Linked DNA regions of Mus musculus: all the other regions are linked to region 3. A link is a contact called in public Hi-C data. All regions are on one chromosome and are shown on one strand. The core of a region is the stretch at or near the end of the contact, and the rest is flanking DNA. Distances in the headings are between cores, read along the strand shown. Region 1 has its middle 13 kb from the start of Gm36011. Region 2 has its middle 8.8 kb from the start of Gm29683. Region 3 has its middle 37 kb from the start of Gm35894.

What was found. A called contact is a pair of places that touch in the nucleus more often than the background predicts.
Region 1: a contact with region 3 is called in a Hi-C map of liver, with 2.0 times the contacts expected there. The contact joins two enhancer-like sites.
Region 2: a contact with region 3 is called in a Hi-C map of liver, with 3 times the contacts expected there. The contact joins two enhancer-like sites. A contact is called at or near these places in 3 of 484 Hi-C or Micro-C datasets (cardiomyocytes, liver and rod photoreceptor) and 5 of 115 datasets of contacts at active chromatin or transcription factors (craniofacial prominence, embryonic limb bud, fetal liver and 2 more).

Annotation. Positions count from the first base shown.
Region 1 is chr7:71,127,072-71,132,062 of GRCm38.p6, forward strand. No RefSeq gene overlaps it. Among named protein-coding and RNA genes, the nearest start is that of Gm36011, 13 kb to the left of the region's middle. Within about 2 kb of position 2,035, at least 5 of the 459 cell types and tissues checked have an H3K27ac peak or open chromatin away from gene starts, as enhancers often do. A contact at or near this core is called in liver, where this site is marked.
Region 2 is chr7:70,344,147-70,349,062 of GRCm38.p6, forward strand. No RefSeq gene overlaps it. Among named protein-coding and RNA genes, the nearest start is that of Gm29683, 8.8 kb to the left of the region's middle. Within about 2 kb of position 2,230, at least 70 of the 459 cell types and tissues checked have an H3K27ac peak or open chromatin away from gene starts, as enhancers often do. A contact at or near this core is called in liver, where this site is marked.
Region 3 is chr7:70,622,006-70,626,784 of GRCm38.p6, forward strand. No RefSeq gene overlaps it. Among named protein-coding and RNA genes, the nearest start is that of Gm35894, 37 kb to the left of the region's middle. Within about 2 kb of position 2,221, at least 103 of the 459 cell types and tissues checked have an H3K27ac peak or open chromatin away from gene starts, as enhancers often do. A contact at or near this core is called in liver, where this site is marked.

The DNA of each region.
Region 1 (4,991 bases), core at 785-3,284, 500 kb after region 3:
CCTCACCTATGAATATTGCTCACCTATGAATATTGGCCGTCCACCATTTTCCTCATTTTGCCCATACAGCTCCCTTTAGATGCATATCAGTGCACCGTCTCTGTCTTCAAACATATTACTGACTTTTCTGTCATTTCAGGTCTCTGACATCTTTCTATTGCCTCTTTCCATAATTTTCTTTTACATGGTTTCTAATCTACTGTTTCAACCGTGTTTGGGGGGAATTTAAATTTTCACCAAGCAGGACTTGTTTTATGTACAGAATTCTCCTTAATTTACCATATAGTCAATTACTTTATTTTATAATCCATTATTCCTTTTTTTATGGATGTTAGTTCTCCCATTATATGTTTAAACATTTAAAACCATAATTAAAACTTTATGGTTGCCATTTCCAGCTCTTTTGATCCTGTTGTTTTATTTACCTACTTGGAGTGTCTGTCAACTATTTTATAAAACACTAGACTTTGACAAGTTTTACAATTCTGAAAACTTATGGGTAAGTTCATCTTCCGTTTGCTACACCATACAACACTGTGGGGAATTCTTGTTCTTCCCTCTTGAAGATGCCAATTCCCACTTAACTTTTAATTATACTCTTATTTCTGGACATCCATATCCCAACCATAGTCAGAACTTAGAATGGGTGAATTCCTTATGCCCAAAGCTCCATTCTCATTTCTGATACCCAAGTACTCTGTTCCCACCCCAATGTGCGGTCTTGTTTACATATAGTGACATACTTATGACATATAAGTATCCATACTTAGTTTGAGCAAGAACCCATGTTTGATACCAGAATCCTCACCCCAACACATATGTGCACATACATACATACACACACATGTACATATATGCACACAGTCTTTCATTAGCATGTGCTCACCTAACAGCTAACACTTTAGTAGGCTTGTGCCCTGAGAATTCTTTTGACCTCCATGTGCTCTTCTTGCCTGTACCCTTTCTGCACTTACTGATAAAGCACTTGAAAACTCTCCTTCCTTGTATAAATTCCTTCTTTCCAATTCTAATTCACAGTATAATTTTGAACTATTCCAATCATAGATATCACACAAAAATGTTGAACTTCGGGAAAAAAAAGGATCATTCTGACTAAGGGGAAGTGAATTGCAACTGCACTTTAACTATCATCTCCCTGACTTCTCCCCTTGGAACCGCAGGAGGAGGTCATACCATGTTTTAACCCATCTTTCTCAGCCCTTACATTGTGTATTTTGGTGTGGTGACTCCAGGTTATACATACACTATTTGTGTGAGGAAAGGACAAATTCAGTAAATCAATCTGCTTTATATTTTCTTTCCTCTTCTTGCTTTGTAGGTGAAGACACGATGTCTCAACATACTTTGTTCTTGCCAATAAGATGCCGTCCTACATGTAATATCAAAGTGTTGCACCAGATTCACTTCAAGCCTTTTGGGTTTATGTAGGATGATGGCAGAGGAATTCCTGAGTTGACTATTGTATCTTACTAAATTAGTAAGTTACTAAGGGAAGCACACTATAAACAGCTCTATAGCATTGAAATTTACTCTTACTGATGATAGATGATATGTTAGATAGATTTAAGATCAAATAGTTTCCCCTTGTATGTAGAAAGAACTCAAATGGCAGAAAATATTCAAGAAGTCCTGGAGCTGATATTTTGACAATAAAAGAACCTTATTAATTTAGTACATAACTCGACTTTTTATAGCTATGAAAAAAGAAGAGTCTGAGGTCATTATTTCAAATCATGAAAGATTTACTTTAATGCTTGGTTTTGTAGATTCTAATCCATTGTACCTTGTCCCACTTGCCTTGGGTTATGTAGTAAGACATCATGTTATGATGACCATGACATAAGGGGAAACAAACTCACCTCGTGGGAGTCATGAAAGAATGGGTAGGGCTCACCAGATCCTCTTCAAGCACATACCCCAATGACATAATTTCCTTTTATTAGGTTCCACCTGCTACAAATTCCAGACCTAGAAATAACACCACAGACAGCAAACCAAGTCTCTATCTTATTAGCTTTAGAAGAATAAGTAATAAATTAACCACAAAGCAAATATTGATTGAAGAGATACTGTGTCCTAGTCTGTTTTAGCTTGGGTATCTTCAAAGTAAAAACATTAAATGCTAACTTCTGTGTTCTTCCTTAACTCGTGTCATTCCCCAGAATGACAGAATGAGAAGTATGAAATGAAGAGCCTTTTGTAAAATAAAAGATTTTTCCTAAGCCGGCTGATCTATATAGGTTTGTTTAATTTGGGGTATGTAATTATATGGGTCTTTGTTTTAGGACAGTTCCTGCTGGAGGAGGGAGACAAAGCCTTCATTCATTCATTCATTCACTAATTTGCTCTCAATTTCATGTGCACGTGCGCGTGCACACACACACACGCACACACAGAGGATTTGCTACAGAGAGACTATTTTCCCAGCATCCTTAATTGTATTACTTCATCCTTAAGTCTTCAAAGGATTGCTCTCTCTAGCATAGGCTAAGATGAAAATAAGTAACTGAAGGCCCTCTACCAGCTGAGTGAGAAGGAATCTCTTGCTCATATTTATTTCCACAATGTTGGACTTCTCCATTCATAGAAATATGATTCAACATGAAGATCAACAACTGAAATCAACAGGTACTGAGTACCACAACAGCAACATTTCAAAACTGCACAGAAGGTCAAAGTAATATAGATTAGCTACAGCAATACCTGAATGGGATTCATTGTTGTAGAATAACAGTTATCTCCCTCAACAGAGCTCCTCATGCCTGTGGACCATGGGAGTTCCATCACAGAGGATGATATTGAGAAGGGTCACTGGGGCCTCATCTGAGATTCCTACCACCTTCTCCTGGATGTGTTAGCTAGTCATATATGACTATGGTCTTTTTGCAAGTGGCCTTTTAGTCTGTGGATATAATAGAATATGTAGAGAGTGGGAGGTTAACTCAAAGAGGACTCCATCTCTGCATCTATGGGAACATCATTATCCATACCGGAGTGGGACTTTCTGGTGTGGCTGTTAGTTATTCCTGTCAGTCACACCTCACTCATGCTTTGTAACTAAGTCCAATGAGTACATTGATTGTCCAAAGTTAATCTTTGGTAGAATTGAACTTTGCTTTGTCACTGGTGCCTTATAAGAAGGGAGTAGATGTTTCTTTAGATTTTCCCAGAAAAGAGTTCCAGCTACAGTTGTCTGAACCAAGTGTAGAAATATAAAGCAGAAAAGAAAGAATGTTCTAGGGTGAGTGAAAAAAATAGATATAATTACTGGCAAAAGCATTGACCACTTTCAGGAGTTAAAGGGCCCAATCTGACCATAATCCTGTCTGTCTATCTTAGCTTGGGTCCCTCAGAAGTAAGAACATTAGACCCTACTTCTGTGTTCCTCCTTAATTTGTACAATCCTAAGACTGCCAAAATCAGACAAACTACAATGAGAAATGGAAAATGAAAAGGCCACCTGAGAGGGCTTTCTTCTAAGCCATACCAAATCTGTGTGCAGTAAGAAAACATTCTGTACTTGTAAACAGATTCATTCATTTCAGAAAAGAGGTATGCCAAACCTGCTTTGCGGAGACAACTTCTATGAGAGAAAGAAAGCAGTTGTATTTGAGGGAGAGAAAGAATACAGCTCTCTGCCTAACATCCAGTCCCCATCAAATATTCTTATTATACCATAATAACAATAATTAATAAGGATGATGGACAACCATTTGTATTTATAATAAAAGAGTAATTGTTGCTCATTTTCATTTAGTAATGCCACTATTGAATTAATCGTACCCTTGATGAATTACTGAAACACAGTTAGGCTACTGTTGCTGTCTCGTTCCTTGCAGTTGTTTACTTTATCAGGAAATGTCAGAGAACTGTAATGGCAAAATTAAAGAACTAATAAAGAATGGGGAGAAGATTATTTTAATGGTCATTTCTTTAAAGATTATTTTTCTGTTAAGATGCCCAAGTGACTGTACACAACCCCTCCCCCACCCCTGCTACTGTAAGAGACTTTAATAAAGCTCAATGAGATGTTTCTTCCCCTCCCCCTCGCTTTCCATCCCCATCCCCTTCTTCTGTTCCCTTCCTCTCCACCCCCATCTGTCTGACAAAAAGTAGAATGGGGGCTATTCCGAAGGGAATTTGTTCTGTAGCATTGGTTTAGCAGGTGGGAACAGTGGCAGGAAAGAAGGGCAATATGTGGGTGAACATGGAGAAAGCATATTATATACATGTATGGGAATGTCCCAATAAAGCTCATTATTATGCAGAATTAATACATGTTGATAAGGCAAGGTGCCGGTCCATGTGCATGTGTGTTTAAAGTATACACAGTTGGACCACTGCTCCTCTCCCTGGGGACAGTGAATCTTTAAGAAGCCACTAAGCAAAACTGTATAAAGAATAGGATTTCTTCTTCCCCATTTTGATGGCTGGAAGCCAGGAGCATAATGGTACTTAACCGTGCTCCATCACATCATTTAGCAGTATAAAACCCACTCATGTGGGGGAAGAGGACTCTCTGCTAGAAGGCTAGAGGACTGGAAAATGAACCTTCTTTAGTCCTTGAGATTTCTTGGTTCCATTGGGTGCTGGCTACTTAGCATAGAAATTCTGTGTGAAGACTCCAGATACTTTAGAAATCTGGTTTAAGTGCCCCTCTCTAGAAAGGATTTGCTCAGTCCATTTATCCCTCCATTGCTGCTAAACGAATTCTACAGAACAAGTTTCCTTCAGTGATTCCCAATTCACTAAATGATACCCCATTCCTTTTTATGATGACCACAACATAATGCCGTGAAGCCACATGGCATTTCTAAGGGAGTGACATACTGTATCATGGGGGGGAAAAAGGTCTTAAGCACCAATGTCGTGCTGTACCCAATCAACTTTTGTGACAGTCTCAAAATAGTGGTTGCGTTTTTCATGGCTGATTATGAATTTGGAAAAGAAACTCAATCTTTTGTTCAGCC
Region 2 (4,916 bases), core at 980-3,479, 280 kb before region 3:
GACTGTCTTTACTACCTTGTTCATTCTCTCCCTCTCCCCTCCCTTTCTTCTCTGCGTTGTCACAAAACCCCAGAAGTTCCTGATGGGGAGGCAGTGACTCCTTATTGGAGGCGAGGAGGTCGTGTTTCCAAGTAGAGACATCAGCAAACCGCAATCTTAGTGACACTGACAGCGCAAAATTATGTTTAATGTTGGAAGGGGGAAAGGGGAAATATAAAATTAGCGCAGAGAAAATGTTTCCCAGACCTTCTAGCAATTAGGGCAGAAGTTTTTTTCATGGTCATATCAGTGGGGAGCCTACTGGAGCAGGGAGCCGTGACCTGCCAGGCTTGTGCCCTAGGTCTAAGCAAACGACCCACCTGTCACGGAGTCTTCACTTCCTGGGAAGAAAAGTGACACTTCTGAAGGCTATTAGGGGCACTCCACTCTGCCCAGACACTTCACCGGGTTCTGAACCTTTTTGGAAAGAAAGGGATATTCTAAACACCCCATGCTGGAGGAGGTGATAGTTTGGCTATCATTGGCTGGTGAAGGGGACAGAGGTGGAGATGGACTTTTTGTCCTAGACCCCACCCCTACAAGCGGGGGTGGGGGATGGGGGGAGCTGAGACCATGCTGAGGGGAAAGGTTTTAAAAATATATCAGCACCCCTCTTTCCAGAACTCTCTCTCTGCCTTTGCAGCCACTTATGGGCTATGGAGACCCCATAGGCTCCCCTCTTTGTCTTCTGGGCTAGATATTCACTCCTTTATTCTCACGAAGCAGGGAGGCCAAAAAAGAGTACCAATAGCCTAAGGGACTGCCCCAGAGACAGGCAGGGACATAAATGGTGACACTTTGACAGAAGCAGCAGTTTCTGCTCCATGTAAATGATTACTAATGAAATAGTGGGGTTTGTTTTGTTTTATTTTGTTTGAGAGAGAGATAGAGAGAAAGAAAGAAACAAGAGAGACCCCCCCCCTGCACTGGCTGTAAAGAATAAAATTTGCCTTTGTTGGGAAAACAGTGTACTTTGGTAGATATTAAGCCGTTTTCCTTCTTGGGTGTAAGGCTACAGGAGAAGAAAAAGAAAGTAATGAGTGAAAAAGTCACTTGTAAATAATACAATTAAAAAGTAAATTTATTAACAAAATCCTAAAACAAAGCTAAAAACAGGAGACAAGAAACTGTTGGGAAGGCAAGGAGGAAGTAGAAAAAAAAATCTGTGAGTATCACTGAAGAATTCAAAGGATAAACTGGAGGCAAGAGCAACTGCCATTCCTTCTGACATTCCTAACTAGCCTGCTTTCTTGTTAAAAGGAGGGGAGCAGCTAGCCCTGAAGGTTGTAGTTTTATACTTGTATTTTAGCAACAAGTATCAAAAGATCTAAACTAATTGATTGCCGAGTTCCTTGGCCCTCCTCCAAACAGCAATATAGATTTAATTGTATGTTGCTTAAAACTCCATTTCTTGAACAGTGTGAAACATGTAATAAAAGCCATACGCCGTATCGAAGATTTTCCCCCTCTGCAAAAGCATAAATACTCAACTGACACTTGGAAGGAAAAAACATAGCTAATACCCCTAATGGGTTAAATTGGGGGGGGGGAGATCTGAAAGGGGTAGCTACATAATAAAATTTAAACTGTTAATCCATTTTAACTCATTCAAAATAACCTGCGGTTGTGGGTGGTGTTTTACTCCGGAGGGGTCATGGCGAGGAGACCCCACACCATACACCTGACTTGTTCTGAAGCGTTCCATCAAAACCGCATTCCACTTAAGGAAAGTTCTGCCCTTTCTCGAACAGGACTAGAACAAATTTGAAAGTTGTATCCCAACTACGGGGCCAGGAGTTCTCTGGCCAAGAGCCGTGGGAAGGCATTCAGCCGCTCTTGCTCTCCTCCGGCTTCAGTCTCCATGCAGACGTTGCCGTTGCCGAGAGCTCTTTAACAGCGCTGCGACAGCCTCCTTCTGCCCCTCCCGGACAGGCCCTATTCGCCCCATTGTCCTCTGTTATCCGTGACCCATAGTGGCTGTCCCAGTCTAAAGCCAACCCAGGTGCCTCCTCCGGCAACAGCTTCACGAAGAAGGGAAGAGCCCCGGCGCCACGCCTGCGATTTGGTCCGGGATCAAGCGCTGCAGCCAAGTTCCTGGCCGCCAGAAAGCAGGAGGCTCCGCGCATCGCGGGCCATGCCCTGTCGCGGCCACGAGGGCTGGCTGCAGGCGGAGAGCTGTAAAAATCCACGTGAGCCGCCCCTCCTCCTGCTGCCCGCAGCGGCCCCTGACACTGCAGCATTGAAGCCAGTCCGGAGGTCCCCAAGGTCTCCAAGTGTGACAGTACTCGGCATAGCGGGTAGATGGCACAATTTTCTAACATTTAGAGAGAGGAACCCACGCTGGGAGCAATAAGTCCATTTAAAAGCCCTTTATTTAAGAGGAACAAAGATAACTGACAAGCGGAGTACAGAGACATCTCAATGAAATTTCCAAAGAAGAAAGAGAATTCAGAAGCCAACGCAAATGCGAACTGGGCTTGATGGAACAGGCCAGCACTAACCCCTCCTCGGAAAAAAGGGGGTGGGGGAGGAAGAGAAAAGACAAAAAGAAAAGAAAAGAAAAAGAATAAAAATATAGTAGTTCATGGGACCGTGGGTGTTAAAGATCACAACCCAAACCAATTTCTGAAAATCCATGGTCCAGAGAACTTTAAATGACCAGGTGGACAAGGCAGGGTCAGGTTGTGAGGAACAGGATCAGGTTAGAGGAAAAGGTCTAGAAGTTTTGCCCCACTCTTGAAGGCTACCTCTGGTTGGTCTTAGTGGGATTAAGGAGTGTGAGGTAAGGTGGATAGACATACTCGCCTCTCCGGAGGCCTGAAGACCAGAGGCATCTGTCCTAGAGCTGTGCCCTAACTCAGTCAGACAGCATCCCAGGCCTTGAGAATCTAGTCAAAGCCAGAACATTTAAGCTACACAATTGCAGACTCAGGAGCAATCGCTATCTCTGCCAAACCAAGAAGGATGCTGGAGCACTCAGTGATGTCACACTTCATTCTGCCCTTAGAACCTTTGCTCCCCACCTGTAAATCTGTAGGCCAGGTACCTACACACTCTCCAAGAGAGGAAGATCCAAGGCCTTTGACAGAGGAGGAGGGATTTAGACACCAGGAGATGGATGAGACCTCCCCTCTGGTCCTCCTGGGTCTGAGTTGGCCCCGACGACCCTGACCTGCCTGCCTAGCTTTGGGAAGGGACACAGCGGCTAACGCCCGCAGGGGGTCAAATGATTGTATTTGGGTGGGTGCTCGCCGACGTATTTGCTGAGTAAACCTCCCTCGCTGTGCTGAAGGCGAATCCCCGTTGATAAATCCATCATTACCGTTTGGATTCAGGGAGGCAGCCGCGCCACTAAATTCATCTTACATTTGTAGCGCTTTAATAGACATTTATTAAATGCTTTTAGAGAGAGGCATGGGGCGCGTGATTACATCCTAGTTATAGACAGAACATAAAGACCCACGTTAACACCCATTTGCAGGAAGGAAGGAAGAGGTGGGGAGGGGGGTGGTAAGGCAGAGGGATGAAGCGTGGAGAGATGGGGAGGGCGGGGGCCATCGAGCCTGGGCGTTATTAACAAGGCTTGCCTGACGAAGCTAGGCGCAAGGCGAGAGCCACGGGAAGTCTCAGGCTGTAGAGGGAAGCATCCGCCCCACTAGCAGGTCGGGGTTTCCCTTTCCTTGTCCCCATCAATTCCCGCATGGGGGTCTCCTATTCTCTCTGCCAGAGCACAAGGGATGCCCACGCTGCCTCCGACCCTCTCTTCACTTTCTATCAGATCTCTCCAGCTAAACTAGGAAGAAATAGGAGGGACTTACCGAACTTCAGAGGCCTAAGACCCTGTTTAGGACACCCTTTGCCTCACATCTCCCAATAAAATAAGTACAGAGCTAGGCCAGGCCTTTTGCAGTATAAGCAGATGTTTCTACCATCCAGCAGGGTATCCCCGCAGGCTTAGAGGGCTCTTAGACCTGGCAAGTTGGAAGGCAGGATTCCTTCTCTGTCCATCACCAAAACGAACTCTGGATACCCTCTATAAGCCTCGGACTCTCTTAACTGAGAGTTCTCTTAACTGAGAACTTGTCCTGGGCTAGCCCCCCCCCCCACACACACACTTCCACTCAGAATGCTGAGCCTGAAGGGGTGCCCAAGACATTATAGGGCCTAACGCTTTCTAGAGAGCCCTGTCCCTAACAGCTCAGTGCCTCTACTCCGACAGCCTTGTGATGGCTCTCAGCTTGTTCTCACTCCCTGGGGACACGCTGCCGACCCCATCCCCATCGTAGTGGACCGAACTCTCGGCCCTTCCTGGCTCCTGGTAAGGAGCACTTCCGCTATCTCAAAGTTGCCATAAGAAAATAAATACAAGTGACATTGTACTGGGCCAAAGCTCATTAGTTCGTTGTCCAGGCCTAATAAAGGAACAGAAGCGCAAATTATAGAGTTCAGCTTCAACACACGCTCTGTCACCCGAGATCAACGTACCGCGAGCCTGATTCCAATTGCTCCGAACTTGCTGTGCAGTTCGCCCCCAACCCCCTCCTCACGAGCAGGAGGTTGGGTGGAAAAATATAGTTCCAAAGGGAGTAATGATCAAGCTTTTCCTCTCGGAAGCCTGCGCCACCTCATTTCCCATCAGTAATCCCAATAAAATTAACGTCGTGGCTGCAATTGAAAAGAGGAGAGCCCGCGACACTCCTGAAATAACACACTCTTCCCAGCAAAAGGTAAAAAAGCAAAACGGCCCTTTGTTCAGCTAATTAACGAAGGACCAACTCCGAAAGCACATGTGTTTGCTTAGCTAATCACAAGCATGTTTCTTTCAAGGAATGTCATTTTCAGGGGCCAATGGGGTGGGGGGCTTGGAGAGATGGACA
Region 3 (4,779 bases), core at 971-3,470:
ATAACTCCGCAGTTAAAAGCATTGGCCACTTTGCCTAAGATTCTGAAGAGTCCGGTATCAGATAACCTGGATAGCAGATATTTACAATACTATTCATAACAGTAGCAAAATTTCAGTTATGAAGTAGTCACAAAAATTACTTTCTGGTTGGGCATCACTACACCATGAGGAACTATATTGAAAGGTCACAGCATTGAGACTTGAGAACCATTGTTCTAGAGGGTATTTAAATTTCCCAACATGGTGCAAATCAACATATCAGCTAGGGCTCTTTTAATCAGTCAACAGAGACTGGTGGGCTCCAACAACTGGAATCTGCTGTGGATGATTGCACAGGTCAGGAGTCTAAACAACTCCAGAGGCTGAGGCAGGAAGATCTCAAATTCAAGTCCTGCCTGACAACTTAAATGTCTTATTAAAGTGATGATCGGTGGTGGAGCACTTGCCTAGCTTGTTTGCCTAAGCTCAGCCCCTGGTACTGAATGATACTGAAAAATCAAACCAAACCAACTCTCAACTTGGTTTAGTATATATCTAGAATCTGGACGTATAGATGTGAGGATGCTTGCTTTCTTCTTATTTATTCTGTGTGGGTGTGTCCATGTGTATGCTCCTACACACATGGAGGCATGCAAGTGCCATGGTCTGCATGTGGCCATGGGAGTCAGTTCTCCCCTTCTATTATGTGGGTACTGGGGATTGAACTTACTTTGTCAGGCTTAACAGTAGGCACCTCGCCCTCTGAGCCATCTCAGTGGCCCTCCTAAATAAGAGGGTGGGTAGCATTCTAAGGGCTACTGGGGGCAGGCAATCTGTGTCTTTGGCTCCTTTCAGGCTTAACTGTTTGTAAATTTCCGCCTTTTACAAGGATATCAGTCATTTAGGATTAGAGCTCACTGTAATGAACTCACTTTAACTTTATTATCTCTAAATGGAACCTAGCCAAGTGGTATTCTGAGGGACTGGAGGCTCTGCACTCTCAGCTAGGAATTTTGTGGAGACAAGAGTCAACTCATTAGCAACTGCTAATTTAAAATCTCCCATAAAGAGTTAACAATCTAGGGCTACAGAGATGACTTAGTCAGTAAGCGGTTCAGTTCAATCTGACTTCTATCCCCAGAACCTCTGAGTAAAAGCAAGACATGGAGTGTATGTAACCGTAATCCTCCAGTGCTAGAGAGGTGGAGATGGTTGGATGCCTGAGGGTTCTTGGACTCATGCACAATGGTTGGACTCACGAATAATTGTGAGCTCCAAGCCATTGAGAAAACCTTTCTCAAAACTGGAGACTGACCTCCACAGTTATGCACCCACACACATAGGAAAACTTGAATACACACACAAGCACACACACACACACACACACACACACACACACACCAAGACAATAATCCAATTACATTGTAAAGAAGGAGTCATTTTAGAATGTTTTGTGTAAAGATATTTGTGGAGATGTTACAGTTTGGAAATATGGATCACAGACCTTATGGTGCCCTAGACAGTGTATTAGAATAGTTTGTCTCAGCCCAGGGGTAGTGAAGCATGCCTTTAAGTCCAGAACTCCAAAAGCAGAAGCAATAGGACCTCTGTGATTTTGAGACCAGCTTGGTCTGCAAAGCTAGTTCAGGAGTAGGCTTTGTTCCATAGAAGAATTCTGTCTTGAAAGAAAAAAATAAGAAGAAAAAAAAGGAAAGAAAGAAAGAAAGAAAGAAAAGAAGAGAAAAAGGAAAAGAAAAAGAAAAAGAAAAAGAAGAAAAGAAAATGAAAATGAAAAAGAAGCAGAAAGAGAAAGAGAAAAAGAAAAAAGAAAAGAAAAAGAAAGAGAAATACCCTGCCTTGTTAGTCTCATAATAATATCAAAGACCTTTTTAGACCTTCTTAAGGAAATCACCTGGACTCCAAGTAAGCTCATTTTTCTTTTGAACAGCTCACCCTACTTGGCTAACCTTTTACCTCCCTGACCCCCTCAGTATCTCCTGGAGTAAATCAGGGGCATACTTCAGGTGACAAAAATTAGGTGAAAAGAAGCAAAAATATTTACACTTTCTAAAAGCAGAAATCAATTTGTCCGAGGCCTGGCCTTGATTGGAGGTATGTCTGCTTCACTGGTTAGAGCACGAAAGGGATTATGGGATTCTGCGTTTGTTGATCTTCACGTGGGTTGTATTCAGGAATTAAGCAGGCTGGAGGTGGGTCTTAGAAAGCCCAGGGATCACCCAGGCTGGGAGCTGAGCCAGGTGAGGGCTTGGCAGGTTCCCCAGTGTAAGAAGAAGCTAGAGAGCTGCTGTCTGCCTGCTTCAAGTAGGAAATTTAAATATCTGTTTGTCTGCCTGGAACGAATAACAGATAGGGAGCTGGCTTCCAGCTCATACACTGCCACTAACCTTTCCAAGTCACTTTAGGCACCTTTCTTTAATCTTCTCGCCTGCGGTTTTGGCTGCAGACTCAAGGGTATTCACCAGGGTGCAGGGCAAAGTCCCCTACAACAATAAAATCTTTGGAGGGCGATTGTTCCAAATATTAAACGTGACTTCCCTGTGGTTAACGACCCTAGGACAGCTGTGGTTCTTTGCTGAGGCCCCGAGATGTTAACTATCTCTGTTCGTCGGGTTGGGGGGCAGGGAAGTGTCCTTGCTACTAAACCAGGAGGAGGAGAGTTCTCCAAGATGCCTACGGCTGACCTTCTGACCCGGCTAGGCAGCTGCTCTCCCCGCCCCCACCCTGCCCTTCCAGTCTCCACTGCTGGAATTTTCATCAGCTTTGCAGTAGACTGCCTGAACAGCCAGGGCTTTTGGACTATGAACTCGCAAGTTGGGGAGCAAATGCCAGGGCACCCAGGGCTTGCCTCTTCTGGGCACTTTTCACTGACTCTTCAGTCAAGGAGTGAGAGAGAAGTGGAGGTCTGGGCTGTTTAACAGTGGCGTCTTTATCTGCTTCACCCACCGCTGACCAGGGCAGCTCTAGAGTTATCAGAGTGTCATTAACAGGGACAGCTGCTGGTAAACAGAAGGATGTGGACACCGGCTCTCCAGTCAACAGGAATTTAACTCTAATCTGCTCCTTACTTAAAGAAACACCGCTCTCCTCTCTGTGCAGGGCCAGCGTGTGTTTATCTCCTTTAACTTTCAGATAGAAGACTGGCATGGGCTCAGGAAACCCCCGCCGGCTACAAAATTAATAAGGTGTTAGGGACATGCACCTTAGGTCGATTGGAGGAGACGCTTGCCCCAGAGAAGGGTGCGGGGGGGGGGGGGGGAGGAGATCTCACCCAGGAGTTGTCTGCCTAGCTGGAAACCGATCCTACATATTTATAAAGGTAAACTTGGCTCGCGGCCAAACGCCTGCATTTAAGTGATTAACAAATGCGTCTCTTTAAGCGGACACCTCTTGTTCTAAATATATTTGACAAGAATGCGAAGAGTCATCTGGTGGGCAGAGAGGGAGCAGCTCCGGCCTTCTCTGGCTAGGCTGGCAAGCCCGCCCGGGCCGTGCTCCTGCACGCTCAGTGCCAGCCGAGTTCACGTCGCTGGTGGGCAGGCTGCCAGAGCCAGCGGCTCCCCACTGTTTAACGACAACGGATTTACGGCTTCCCTCCATATTGGTGTTATTTTGTATAAACAAGGTTAACACTCCTTTTAAATTAAATGCACCACCTGGTGACTGAATGGCTGACCTTGCCAGCTTCACCTGCCCTGCCCTAGATCGGGTTCTAGCTCTTCTGTCTACCTGTAGCTCCTTGGAATCGACCCTGCTTCCCTTTTAAAGAGACGGAGCTCCTGGGGGCAGGGGAGACTGGCAGGCCACTAGCCCTGGGTCCCGGACCTGATGGGATCAGAAGGGTCTGGAAGTATGACATGCACCCCAAATCCTTCTAAGTCCCAGATCAGACTGTGACCGGTTGACTCTGTGCCCGCAGAGTCCGGAGGAAGGTCCTTCAGAGCTCTGAGGCGGGCCCCCAAAGAGAGCTCTCCAGAGGAGGTCGTGTGGTGAAAGAGATCTTTGTGTTGTTGCACTGAGGCAGTAGTACTGATCTTGTACAGGGCTCTCAGCCTCTTCCCCACCCTCTAGGAATGTGAACACCTGGAAAAATTCTCCTGGCTTTACTTGGAAGAAATTTAATGGTGTAAACAAACGCAGCAGGAAGTCCCCTTTGATACAGAAGGCAGTGGGATGGCATGCTGAGCCAAGGGGGCTCTGCCTGCCAAGGTCCATTCTGAAAACATTTCAAGAATAGCTTGGAGTTGTCTAGGAAAATTTAGGTGGACTGCTTGGCAGTAGAAATCTCTAGAAACTCCATCTAGTAACTTCCAGCAAAACACACTTGAGTTACTCATTTAATTGGCAGCATGGCGGCCACCTTGCCTTGACTTTTATTTTTTTTTAAATTTGCCAGTGTCACAATAGGGCAAAATTACCCCCGTGGTCTTTGCTATGCCATGTAGCATGAGGTATTCTAGACAAGCTGTCAGCCCTATTGCTAGGCAAACATGGAAGTGGGACCTGGAGAGGGACTTGACCTCCTCAAGGGTTTAGTCCCCAGGCCCTGAAGTCCACCCATCAGGCAGGCCGTTCCTCTGTGGAAGTCTGTGGGCCAACTGTGCAGCAGGCTAGCAATTCTAGTTCCTCTGGAGCCCAGAGGCAGGAGGATCAGGACTTAGAAAACCAACTTTTATTACACTAAGTTAGAGCTCAGTCTGTACACAAAGAGACTGAAACTGTCTAAAAAAGAAAGAAAGAAAAGAAAGAAAGAAAGAAAGAAAGAAAGAAAGAAAGAAAGCC